Linked DNA regions of Hordeum vulgare: region 2 is linked to region 1. A link is a contact called in public Hi-C data. All regions are on one chromosome and are shown on one strand. The core of a region is the stretch at or near the end of the contact, and the rest is flanking DNA. Distances in the headings are between cores, read along the strand shown.

What was found. A called contact is a pair of places that touch in the nucleus more often than the background predicts.
Region 2: a Hi-C map of leaf shows a contact between it and region 1, with 3 times the contacts expected there. The contact joins the promoter of LOC123398427 here to the promoter of LOC123398418 in region 1. A contact is called at or near these places in 2 of 6 Hi-C or Micro-C datasets (leaf and seedling).

Annotation. Positions count from the first base shown.
Region 1 is chr5H:453,676,568-453,683,234 of MorexV3_pseudomolecules_assembly, forward strand. LOC123398418 (formate--tetrahydrofolate ligase) reads left to right here and starts at 2,632. Exons shown (of 5, transcript XM_045092892.1): 1 at 2,632-3,297; 2 at 3,405-3,554; 3 at 4,345-5,520; 4 at 6,021-6,167; 5 at 6,438-6,667. The coding sequence starts at 2,881.
Region 2 is chr5H:454,029,437-454,036,103 of MorexV3_pseudomolecules_assembly, forward strand. LOC123398427 (60S ribosomal protein L5, mitochondrial-like) reads left to right here and starts at 2,816. Exons shown (of 5, transcript XM_045092899.1): 1 at 2,816-2,913; 2 at 3,770-3,874; 3 at 3,995-4,071; 4 at 4,166-4,220; 5 at 5,711-6,662. The coding sequence starts at 3,806. The coding sequence ends at 6,310. It also overlaps the pseudogene LOC123396865.

The sequences.
Region 1 (6,667 bases), core at 1,382-3,881:
ATGCCCCATCATATCCTTGCCCTCGTAGTCTTGCAACAACTAAACCGTGTTTAGCAAAAACCTCCAACAATGCCTTCTTCAAAGAAACAGATGTTGTGTCTGGAACATGCTTAATAGCCAAAAATCTTTCAATGGTCTCTCCTTTTTTGCTCAAATACCTGTAGAAGTAGGCAATCATAAAATTAGTTAACCTACTCTACATATAACAGAAGGAAAAAACACATAGACACTTAACATTCTTCAATACATTATACATACCTGATAACCACGGCCATTTGTTCTTACACCGATATATCACGGCACTCATCAATATGTTTACGAAATATTGTGGATGCTACATGGCCCACCAACATGTTTACGAAATGCTGCAACTGCATTTTTCCAACAGTCAAAACCAAATTTGGAGAAGACATCATGCCCAAATTTATCATCCATTCGGTCATGCTTGAAAAGAAAACAACAGAAGCAATAAGCCTTATGCTTTGTTACACTATATTCCAACCAAGCAAAGTCTTTATACCATTGTGGTCGGAAGCATCTTCCATCTCTATTTGGGGGGGAAATGCAACTTGTTGGTTGAGTTGCACCCATTCGTATATAAGCAAATCTAACATCATCTCTAATGTTGGGGGCAAAACAATCAAGTGGAATGCGAAGTCCTGGATCACCATATATGTAATCTTCACTAAAAATAGTTATACCTTCAACCCCGTGAACTTCTACATTCTCTTCCACTATAGCTTCAACGGAATTTGTAGTTTGTTCCACTTCCATGGAAATAACTTGATTTTGATGATGGTCATGTGCTGAAATATTGACACTTTCACGAGTGCTTGGATTCGATTTTAAGCTGCTGCCACCACCAAGCACTTGAAAATACTTTCTTAAATCTGCAATTACAACATTAATATCTCAATACAATCTGCTGCCACTACCAAGTACCAACCACCTCAAATTTCAGAAAAATAAAAGATTACCTCTTCCTCTTTTTTTGGATTTGCTAGACTCTCATGCCCACTGCTCATGTCTGAACCAGAAGTGGTCTGAACCTGCGCCTGCTGGTGGCCTGCGCCGCTGGTGGCCTGCGCCTGCTGCGCGCCTGCTGCCTGAAGCAGAAGCGGCCCGGTCGTCGCCTCCCCCGGCCGCCCCTATCCCCTGCCCCGCCGTCGCCTCCCCCGGCCGTCGCCTCCCCCGGTCGCCCCTATCCCCTGCCCCGCCGTCGCCTCGCCCGGCCGCCGCAGGCCGCAGCCGCCGCCGTCGCCTCTCCCGGCCTCCCCTATCCCCCGGCCGCCGCAGGCCGCAGCCGCCACCGTTTGCTGGCCCGCGCCGCCGCCTCTGGTTCAGCCGCCGCCGCCTAGGGTTTGTGTGGGGACGTGGGGTGAGCCGGTGAGGAGAGGAGCAGAGCAGAGGAAGACAGAAGATGCGTCATGGTCTGGTCTGGTCGTGGACTCGTGGGCACGCAGTGATTAGCACTAGTATTAAAAAAAAATTGGCTCCAAATCAAGGTATGGCACGTGCCACACCTTGCCCACCGGGAGCTCCGCGAGTGATATAGACCATATGCGAAATAAAATGAATAAATCTAGATTCTAGAATACATCTATATACATTCATATGCGGTTTGTATTGATATCTTAAAAAAATTATGCGGTTTGTAATGCATGACATGACATCCATATCTCGAAGCAACACAAAATGTCTCCCCCATGCATGTTATTACCGTGTTAGCATTCCTCCCACTCGATCGCCTCATGAAAGAGAATATACATGAAAACCAGGTTACTTCATGAAAATCACACTTCCAATTCTTTAAAAACCTAAAACAATATATTAGATAGTAAGCGGTTGATATTTTATTGCCATACAATATTTCAAGTTTAAACGCATTATCATTTTATCATTTACAAGCTAAGAACATAATAAATTCAATAATGAATAGCGACGGTTTACTGTTTGATACTATTACCTCTGTTTCTATATACAAGTCCCTTTAAAAAATTATTAATATAGACCATATGCGAAATAAAATGAATAAATCTAGATTCTAAAGTACATCTATATACATTCATATGCGGTTTGTATTGATATCTTAAAAAAATTATGAGAAGGAAGTAACATTCAATACCTCTTTTGTAAACTAATATAAAAATATTTAAATAACTAAAATAGTGATTTAAATATTTTTATATTAGTTTACGAAGAGAGTACTTTCTTTTTTTTGGGCGTGCCGCGTGCCTCACAAACCGAGCAGCGGCCACGCGTGGCCTGCAGCCCGTTCTTCAGAGAACTTTGCGTGTCACCGCTGCTGGAGTGCCGTTTTTGCCAGAGCAAAAGACCAAACTAAATGCTCACGGTCACCTGAACTCAAGCGCTCGATTCCAAAAAAGTATGTTTGCAGATCAATGCTGGCACGCACACCGTGCTCATGATCCAAGCGGCGCCGCCTACAAGATCGCGCACGCTTGGCGTCGTCGCTGCCACCTCCAGAGCACCCGATTCAGATACAGATACAGATACAGATACAGACTGGGATTGCATTGCAGCAGGCATCGTCGCCCACACCCACCGCCCCCCAAGAACCCCTTATCTTCTCCCCCGGGTTGGGATCGCGGTCCATCTTCCGTCCGTCCGTCCGTCCGTCCGTCCAATCCGAGATAAGACCACCCCCAATACCCTCCCGTCCATCCCACCCAATGCCTCTGTTCGTCTGAAGAATCGGCAGTGCACACTGACGGCAGGGAGAAGATCCAGCGCAGAGTTTCAGTCAAAAACAGTTCCTTTGAGCCGACAAGGTTTATAGAGTGGTTGGTTAATTAATCAAATTCGAGGTTTTTCGCGAGTACGTAGCATTATTGGGTTGGAGCAGTGGTGTGGTGTGCCATGGATCTGCCTGCCCCACCAACCAACCATCCCAGAACTTTATCCTCCATTATCCTGAGCCGCCGCCGTCCCGACGCGGGGGCGAGAATATACAATTGCTCCGCGACCGCCAGCCAGCGACGACTCCTCCTCTCGCCTCCACCACCCCCTCGCCACCACTCGCTCCCGCCCCGCCTCCGCCCCGACCCGCCCGCCCGCGCCGTCGCGAGATCCAGCGCCGTCTCCGCGCCGCCGCTGGTGCCGCCCATGACGACGCCGGCGCCCAACCCCACCATCCGGAGGCTCGACGTCGCCTCGCCGGTGCCCGCCGACATCGACATCGCCAACGCCGTCGAGCCGCTCCACATCGCCGACATCGCCGCCGAGCTCGGCGTCCCTCCGGAGCACTACGATCTCTACGGCAAGTACAAGGCCAAGGTGCGGTTCTTGATCGGTTCCCGAGAAAAAAAGACCACCGGCGTCGCGTGGTGTGGTCGGGTGAGTCGATCTGACTGGACTCTGTGCGGCTATTTGGCGACGTGCAGGTCCTCCTGTCCGTTCTTGACAAGCTGCAGGGGCAGCAGGACGGCTACTACGTGGTCGTCGGCGGCATCACGCCGACGCCGCTCGGGGAGGGCAAGTCAACGACTACCGTCGGCCTGTGCCAGGCGCTGGGGGCGTTCCTTGATAAGAAGGTGAGATTTTCAGAGTTGTTTTCATTTGACTGTCATCGACGAGATAACCTGCACCGGGCTCATTAGTGCTTCTCGATTAGAACAAAGCCGGCAATTTGTGATATGTTGTAAGAATGTACTCCCTCAGTAAAGAAATATAAGAGCGTTTAGATCACTCTTTAGTGATCTAAACGCTCTTATATTTCTTTACTGAGGGAGTAGTTTGGCTGTCATCCACGAGATAACCTGCACCAGGTTCATTAGTGCTTCTCGATTAGAACAAAGTCAGGCAATTTGTGATTTGTTGTAAGAATGCCGTTTGAGTTGATAAAAGCCGGCACTGAGGTAAACCAATGGGCTTATTTGGAACAACATTGGAAGGATTAAAAATTGTTTGATACAAATTTCGACTGTGCAGTAGTAATCTGTTGTTGTCCCCTAGTTTGTAACACATGTACATATCGGCTGTCACGGGTTCAGGGTTTGCGTAACAGTTGGATCTGATCGATTTATTTGTGAAGTTGTGTTGACATAAACACTCTGTACAGCTGCAGAATTTTCAGTGCTTATGGTAGGACTTCTTCTGTATAGCCACTGGATGGATAATAATCAAGTTAGATTAAAAGTTTTGGTCATCTCGAAAGTATCCGAAGCAACTCCTGCTTTTTATATCGGTGTAAATATTGATACAATTCAAGGCTATGAATAATAGACTACACAATGCAGAACATATGGAACCTATTGTCATCTATTGCTGTATACATAATGATATTGATATGGTTTACTATTTTATTTCCTGTCGTCGTTATAGGTTGTCACTTGCGTCCGTCAACCATCACAAGGGCCTACCTTTGGTATCAAGGGGGGTGCTGCTGGAGGTGGCTACAGTCAAGTTATACCCATGGATGAGTTCAATCTCCATATGACCGGAGATATCCATGCAATTACAGCTGCAAACAATCTTCTTGCTGCTGCCATTGACACAAGGATTTTCCATGAAGCTTCTCAATCAGACAAAGCTCTGTTCAATAGATTGTGTCCACCAAACAAAGAAGGGAAGAGGCGCTTCGCTGATGTAATGCTCAGACGCCTGATAAAGCTTGGCATCTCAAAGACAGACCCCGATGAGCTAACACCGGAAGAAGTGAGGCGTTTTGCAAGGCTTGATATTGACCCTGCATCCATTACTTGGAGACGGGTCATGGATGTTAATGATCGCTTCCTGAGGAAAATCACCGTCGGACAAGGCCCTGAAGAAAAAGGTATGGTGAGAGAAACAGGCTTTGACATATCTGTCGCAAGTGAGATAATGGCTGTATTAGCTCTTACAACCTCCCTTGCTGACATGAGGGAAAGACTTGGAAGAATGGTGATAGGCAACAGCAAGGCAGGTGAGCCGGTTACAGCTGATGATCTTGGTCTTGGAGGTGCCTTGACTGTCCTAATGAAAGATGCTATTCATCCCACCCTAATGCAAACTCTTGAAGGCACTCCTGTTTTAGTGCATGCTGGACCTTTTGCTAACATTGCACATGGGAACTCTTCCATAGTTGCTGATAAGATTGCTTTGAAGTTGGTTGGGAAGGGTGGCTTTGTTGTTACAGAAGCTGGTTTTGGTGCTGATATTGGGACTGAAAAATTCATGGACATAAAGTGTAGGTATAGTGGATTGACACCACAGTGTGCTATTATTGTGGCCACAATTAGGGCTCTTAAAATGCATGGAGGAGGCCCAGATGTTGTGGCTGGGAAACCTTTAGATCATGCATATGTTAGTGAAAATGTAGCTCTTGTTGAAGCTGGATGTGTTAATCTTGCTAAGCACATCTCAAACACAAAGGGTTATGGAGTGAATGTTGTAGTAGCAATCAACAAATTTGCAACAGACACAGACGCTGAAATGGAAGTTGTGAAAAATGCGGCTATGGCAGCTGGTGCTTTCGATGCTGTCGTCTGCTCCCACCATGCACACGGTGGTAAAGGAGCGGTTAGTTCTCTTCTCTTGTCTAGATTGTTAATTAAGACATTCCATTTTAATGAATGAATATACCTGCAGCTCTCCCCCATGGTCTCGAAAAGAAGACATTCTATACATGATATCTCTTTATGGAGAAATATTTAACTGTGAATCTATTGTCCATTTCATATGCTGTCTTCCAATGTCTATGATGTAGTGAAATTTGTTTCTGTACTTGTGACTGTTCTTTGATGTCTAACATGGATCAACCCTAGAGTAATCAACGTTTTAGTATGTTGCCAGACTTTTCAACATATCAACAATATCAATGTGGTCACTGCACGAAACAGCTCTTACATGCTATGCCCATGCATCCCTCTACATTTTACTAGTAATACATTAGTGCCTAGTGAGTTTCTCTCACAAGAAAACATGCTTATTTCTTCAATTCAAGAACATTTGAAAGGCTAAATTTTACAGAATTGAACTAGTTATCTAACTCTATCATGTCATTTAATTTGTATGTTCAGGTTGATCTTGGACTCGCAGTTCAACGAGCATGTGAAAGCCAGGCAGAGCCTCTGAAGTTTTTATATCCTTTAGATTCTAGCATAAAGGAGAAGATTGAGTCGATAGCAAAGTTCTATGGTGCTAGTGGTGTTGAATACTCTGAACAGGTATTTCCTTGTGTTCATCATCTGCTGTAATTACTTACTGTGATTGGGAGATTTGTTCTAATTATGAGAATGATGGCCTGTGATACATTCCAGAAATATGCGATCTTCCCAAAGGATAATTTGGTGTGGCAGAGTTCTCCACAGTTTCATGTTTTGAGATATATGAGAAATGCTTAAGAGATAGCAGTAGAGGGATAATATGGAACACTCTGTGTCTAGCTGCAGTCATAAGATTTTGCCTCTGCTGACTTCTCTATCTCTTTCCTGTAGGCTGAAAAGCAGATCGAGATGTACACCAAGCAAGGCTTCTCCAACCTCCCGATATGCATGGCGAAGACTCAGTACTCCTTCTCCCATGTGCCGTCCATGAAGGGCGCGCCATCCGGCTTTGTGCTGCCGATAAGGGACGTGCGGGCCAGCATCGGTGCCGGTTTCATCTACCCGCTCGTCGGCACCATGAGCACGATGCCCGGTCTCCCAACGAGGCCCTGCTTCTATGA
Region 2 (6,667 bases), core at 1,566-4,065, 350 kb after region 1:
TTTTATTTAACTTGGTCACAGTGTTATACAACAAAGAAATAAGGTTCAGGCATTTACTATATGAGTTTGTCTAGTTGTTTGCATCATTTCCAATTGATTGTCGTCTCCAATATATTTCCAATTCCTTTATTTTTATATATGGCCTGCGTATAAGTAGAAATCATCATATTACAACAGCCCCGAGTTTCTGCTCCGAACAACAGTTTTCAAAGAAATGAGGTAGTTTGGGCAGTTTTTTTTTCTTGTTGTTATTGCAATCCACTGCAGGTTACTCCATAAATCACTAGTATAAAACACAGACAGTTCATCTAGTAGTCACACATATGAATGTAGATTGCCTTGGTCAATCCAGTGGAACTATTAATTTGGGTTGTATGTCTATTGTTCTGCTGTTGAAAACTGCTGTTATGTTCAGCTGATCTGGACAGTAACTTTATTCTTACAGAGAAAAATATTACCAAGACATAAAACAAAACAGAACAAAAGTTGTACATGTATGCACCACTTAGATTTTACTTTTGCCTCGTCAGAATTTATTTAAGCAGGTTTCTCAGTTGTAAATGTATCCTTTCTTCATCTACGCCTTTTTAGCTTCATTATTGCTCTGCATCTGCCTCTTGAAGCTCCTCCACTCTTGCATCTGCCATAACCTTGTTTTCATTATCATAGGCATGAGGATATTATATTTATTATTACTTTCAACTGATCTGGATAAGTTACTTTATTCTCATAAGAAAACATATTACCAAGACATAAAACACAAAAGTTTTACCATTGAGCTTTTGCTTTTGTTTTCCTGATCAGAATGTATTTGATCCGTATCATATCCTTTCTTCATCTGCACCCTTTTTAGCCTCATCATTGTTTCCTCTGCATCTGCATCTTGCATCTGACACAACCTTGTTTCCCTTCTGAATATTTTTGTTGAATGGAAACCTCAGCATAGTGCATTCATATCGTGTGAACTCTGGGTTGCATAATCAAATGCACACATAGAAATTTCAGCTTGTGTCTTCATGCCATTTGCTCATGAGGATGCTTGCAAAGTAGTACATATTTGAAGGCTTATCCCTGGTTGGTAGGTTCTTTTCAGGTAATACACATCATTACTGTGCAATGTGATAGGTACCTTCTTGATAATATCCAATGTCGACTTAATGCGTCACATGCTGCAGCTGATATATTTGCTCATATAGAAAGCTCATGTTGTTTCATCTGTCCACAGATGCTGATTCTGTGTCGAAAAAGGAGTTGGTTCCTCGGACCATGTTGTGATCTAGGAAGAGAAGGTGACGGGTGGATCAAATGCATTCGCTTGTTCAATGCTTGGTACAGCTCCCGTCGTATAGAAAAGCTCGCACGCTGATTGGATGTATATATCCGCTTGTCCATGGCTGATCCCATATTGTAAGCCGTGATTTCTGCCTGTGTGCTATTCTTAGGGTACGATTTCTTTTTCCAGTTGCAGCATTTTAAGTGTGTTCTAGCTTCTGAACTCTTAGGTACTGATGACTATGTACAAGCTGGTGAATCTCTGAACATTTTTATTACTGCAATGTTCAAGTCACAATGGAATGGGTGTGGGTAGTCTCTCCCTGGAGCATCTCCAACAGTTGACCAAAAAAGTTGAAGACCAAATTTTAGGTGTGAAGAGAGAAGGTTTTTGGTCTCCATAAAATTTCCTGCTTTTCGAGCTGACCAAAAGGTGAAAGAAGATGTCAATTTCGCCTCATATTTCATGGCAACTTACAATTCAATGTAAAATTATCTATTTTGACTATTAATATTCACAACTACATCATATTCAATAGAAGCAGAATAAAAAAATAAATCAACTTTGTGGCAATTCGATGAACACATTGGGTGCCTTGGGCTCACTTTTGCTGAACACGTTGGGTGCGTTGGGCTCACTTTTGGCCAGTGGAGTGCAACGTCGACGGAAGAAGCACCGGGTGGCAAGGAATGGTGACGTGAGGGAGACCGGAGGTCAAGGTGTGGCATCCTCGGAGGGGTGGCCGGAGGCGATTCTCGTTCGCTCTGGGAACCTTGTAAATCTGATATTTCTTGTTTCACAGGGTCAGCAGTTTGGCCCGGCGCACCATTTTATTTTGTGACAAGAAAATTTGGTCCCCTTGTAGACTGGTTTGTTATTGGAGGCTTGGAGACTTTTTCGATCCTAAAAACAAAAAAAATAACAGTTGTTTTGTTGTCACAACTATGATTTTCTTGTATGCCGTTGGTCGTTGGAGATGCTCGATCTTAAGGTGGCAGATTGACCGAAAACATAAGGTTATGATGTACTCCCTCCGTTTTAAAATATAAGACTTTTTAAAGATTACAATAGGAGACTACATACGGAGCAAAATGAGTGAATCTACATTCTAAAATATGTCCGTGTACATCCGTATGTAGTTTATAGTGCAATATCTAAAATGTCTTATATTTAGGAACGGAGGAAGTATAAACTATCCACATCATTAATACAAAGATAAAAAAATATATTTTTCTCAGGCCATATTTGGGGGGAGGTTGGGTCGTAGTGAAAGAAATTTGAATTGCGAAAGACGTGTGAATTCTAGCCAGGCACATACATATCTCCGCAGATGATAAAAAAAATGAAGTTGAATTGCCTGGAAAGAATGAAGGGAAATGATTTTGATAATTTTAAGCCGTGTAAGTTGCTAGTAGCCCTTAGGATTTTGAGAGAAACCGGACTTGACGAATTGCGTGTGTTTTCGAGGGGAAGAGGGAAAAGGAAGCCCAGCAGAGCCCGCCGTTGTTGGGCTGGCCCAGCCGCCCCTTGCGACCCTGTGACACGACGACGACACCCATTGTCTTCTCGCCGCCCCCACTCCCACTCCCAGATCACGCCGCCGCCGCCGCACGGGTCTGGTGGCCATCGCCGCCGCAGAGGTCAGCGCCCCCACTCTTCCCCGTCTACCGGCGCGCCCCCATTCCTTCTCCCCCTCCCCCACGTAGCTCACCTTCTCCCCCTCTCCCTCTGACTGCCGCCGGATGCTGCTCCACCGTCGCCCCTTCCCCTCCCCCGGTTGCCCAATACCGGCCCCAACTCTCCTCATCCCACGTTTCTCCCCTCAATGTGCTCCATGGTCTGTCCGTGCATTTCTGAGCTGATTAGGGGCTTCTTTTCATCTGGAAGCTGCCGCTGCTGCCAACTACTGTACTTTTACTTGGATTACAAATGATGACCCATTGCCCTTCTGATGCGCCTATTTGGCCCATGGTTCCTTTTTACAAATGTTCTTGCATAGTTGCATATATATGGTCCCATGATAAAACTGGTTGCGTGCAGTTGATGTTCATAAATAAATGAATGAGGGAGTAGTTTGTTAGAGATTCAAGTGTGTCGGAGGTGCAAGCATGTTTATATCTCTTAAATGATGGTGTTTTTACTGTTGGGCTAGGCTCATTTATCTGAATGCCATCATTTATAAACAGTTTAGGCAACAGTCGGTGTCTAGATTTATATACGTCACCAAGAAAACCGCAAATGCTAACACTGCGAGCTGCAGGCTTGGTTGCTGTTCCGTGTACATACATGACCATGGTAGTTAAATGGTTAGGATTTCTGATCAGCTACGGTCAGATGCTCGAGAGACACGAATCGCCGCAACCAGCTTAGGATGAGCAACGCCCCATTTTTTAACTTGTCTACCTTGTTCATGACTGAAAGCTGTTGCAATACCCATTCCAACCCGCAAGGTCCACGGGGCTCCTCATCACTTTCTCCTCCTCTCTGTCTCCACAGGTCGCTGCCGCCGAGAAAGCTTAAGCGCAAGCAGCCATGTCCATCAGATCTCTCATCGCCGCGTCCAGGTCCGGCCATGCACTCGCCTCTGCCACCATCTCTCAGGTCAGGCGCCCCTCCCCCGCGTTTCTTTCACCTCTTTCTTTACAACTGAAGGTGGACACTGATTCACAACATCTTTCAACTGATCTGATGTGTTTTACTGCGTGTGGTCTGATTGATCAGGCGGCCTCCAGGGCGCACCAGCACGCTGGCGTGCCTCATCTGCTTTCGAGGCTTGCACCACTCGCCCGCGCCTTCAGGTACATCTCTTGTTACCATCTCCAGTCTCTGATGCCAGCCTCACTCTTCCTTGCACAAAGAGCTTAATGAGTTGTTCGTTCCATATGTGTGCAGCTCAAGCCCTGCAGCAGATGATGCCGCTTCAGGTGTCCCTGTCATGGAAGAGCAGGTGTGTTACTCCCCTCCCTGAATCTCTCATGTTCTGCTAATTGTGTGTGAGTGTAGGGTCCATTTGCATATGAGTAGCAGCTAGCAGAATACACGTGCTTTGCTGGGCCGGCAAGTGAGGCCCTGGCTGATGTTTTGTTTAGAACCACTTCAAAATGTTGCTTTAATACTATAATATGTGTATAATTAGCTGATATCTCCATATGGAGATAGTTTAGTACAGAGAGAAAATAATACCTCTTTTTCTTGGTCCGGGTAAATGCGAGTACATTAGATAATTAAAACCGAGGAATTAGAATAGCACCAGAAAACCAGAATGCTATTGCCAAGGGGAGATTCTGGGTCTATTCTATCCTGGCGATACATTGCATTTGTTAAATTGAACCACACACCATAATGTGTTAAATTGTACTGCGCTACTTTATGTGTATATATAAAGAACTATCCATGAATACATGCATTCTGATCTTGGTAGACATTATATGCCTTGTACTTCACCAAAAACAGAGCACAACAAACAAGGACTGGGTATTCATGCACGTAGTGGACTGTCTTTCGAGACAGTATACCACCATCACAACTGGATTAGCATATGCCTTACAGCAGAGAAATTTTGCACCGATTCTTTATCGCTAGGGCAGTATCAACGTTCATATCGTTGGATCCTGCATCCAATAAAAACAGGGAAGAGTGTCAAAAGAGAATAACATGCTATGCGTGCTAACTGACAGTCTGAATTCTTGCACGTGCCAGATGACTGGCCTGGATAAAAGAAGGGTTTAAAAGTGATGGTAGAGAAAAGGGAGTAGAAATAGTTCAGTTGATTCAGTGATCATGTATTATAGTTGGTTTCCGTATCTTTAGCGGTTAGAGGTGACTTTTCCATCAAGTTAATGTAAAATGGAACTGACATCCAAGTACTAAACTAATTTAGGTCAAGCATGATTGAAACCAGATGTGCTGTATATAACTACATATATAGATTAACAGCAGGAGTTTAAACATTTTCTTGGCCAAAACTTTTGCATAAGATTGTAAATAGAAAATAAATATGAAAACTCGAACTAAATTCTGCTCGATAGAAACATGCTTCTACTGGTTGCCCATATTGTATCTATTGAATCTCATATGGACGGTCTGCTAGTTTAGGAAACAGCAGACATTCTGTGGAAAATATCATGTAGAGATGAGGATATCTGAAGAATTGAGCAGAGATCAGAAAATATAATATGTGGTGACACATGTCATCAACATATATTCTTCATCTATAACCTGCATGCAGATTTAACTAAAACTTTTTGTACAAGTATTTAAATGGGGAAGCATAAGAGAAAAATGTAAGAGGGTTATGCAGTGATGAAGTGCAGTTAATCATGTGATGTTCAATTGATCTAATATTGTGATTTGCTGATGATGATGACAACTTCAATTGTAGTGGATTAGTAGTGATGCTTCTGGTAGAAATTGCTAATAAATAATCTGTTTGTGCAGAAACGGCGGGTGGGCAAAAAGGCCAAGGGCTCGAAAAGCGGAAAAGCCATGATGTTCCCACTCCATTTCCACTACGAAGATGTGTTGCGTGAGGATCTGTTGCTCAAACTGAACCACACCAACACCATGGAGGTCCCTGGGTTGTTTGAGATCAGACTGGTGCCCAAGTCTACCACCGGTGCCAAAATCCAGTTTGGGAAACTGGCCATGGAGATTCTGTGCGGCCAGAGATGCATACAGGCGGAGCTGCCCGCCCATCTGAAAGGGAAGGCGACCAATGCATACCTGGGGTCCCAGAAAGACGCCGTGTCCCTTAGGCAGAGCATCATCCGTGGGCACGGGATGTACAACTTCCTGGTCAGGGTCCTGACAGTGATGTCGATGCTGGATTCCAAGGTGGCGTTCGAGCAGGGGAACTGCGTCAAGTTCTTCATGGCGACGGAGTTCTGTGAGTTCTCCCCGGAGATAGAGGACCATTTCGAGATCTTCGAGACCATTGGAGGGTTCAACGTGACCATCGTCACCACGGCCTGCTCGAAGGAGGAGACCTCGCTGCTGTGGAGCGGCTTCTTGCTCAAGGATGAAGGTGAGATCAGCTAAGTCCGATGCTTGAGTGAGATCACGTGCGTCGCGCTAAAGACGAAATGAGATGGAAGCTTCTACCGTCTTATGATCCGATCTTTTCTAGCTAGAGTCGATGACCAGCTTTTCATTATGGAGCAATCTTGTTGGTGGATGGAACTGAGTTCCTCCTGTTGTGTTTATCTTTAGAAGAGGCTCGTTTTTCTTCGGTATGCAGACATTCTCGGTTTCTACGGTGGCAAAAAATTAAATATGGTGATTCATCCTAGTTGTATGCTTGTAGGCTGTGTGGTCAACCTCTTCGCGTGAAGATTATTAAATAATAATGCAGTTGATTCAACCTGCCAGAAATATATGGCTAATTTTATAACTGTA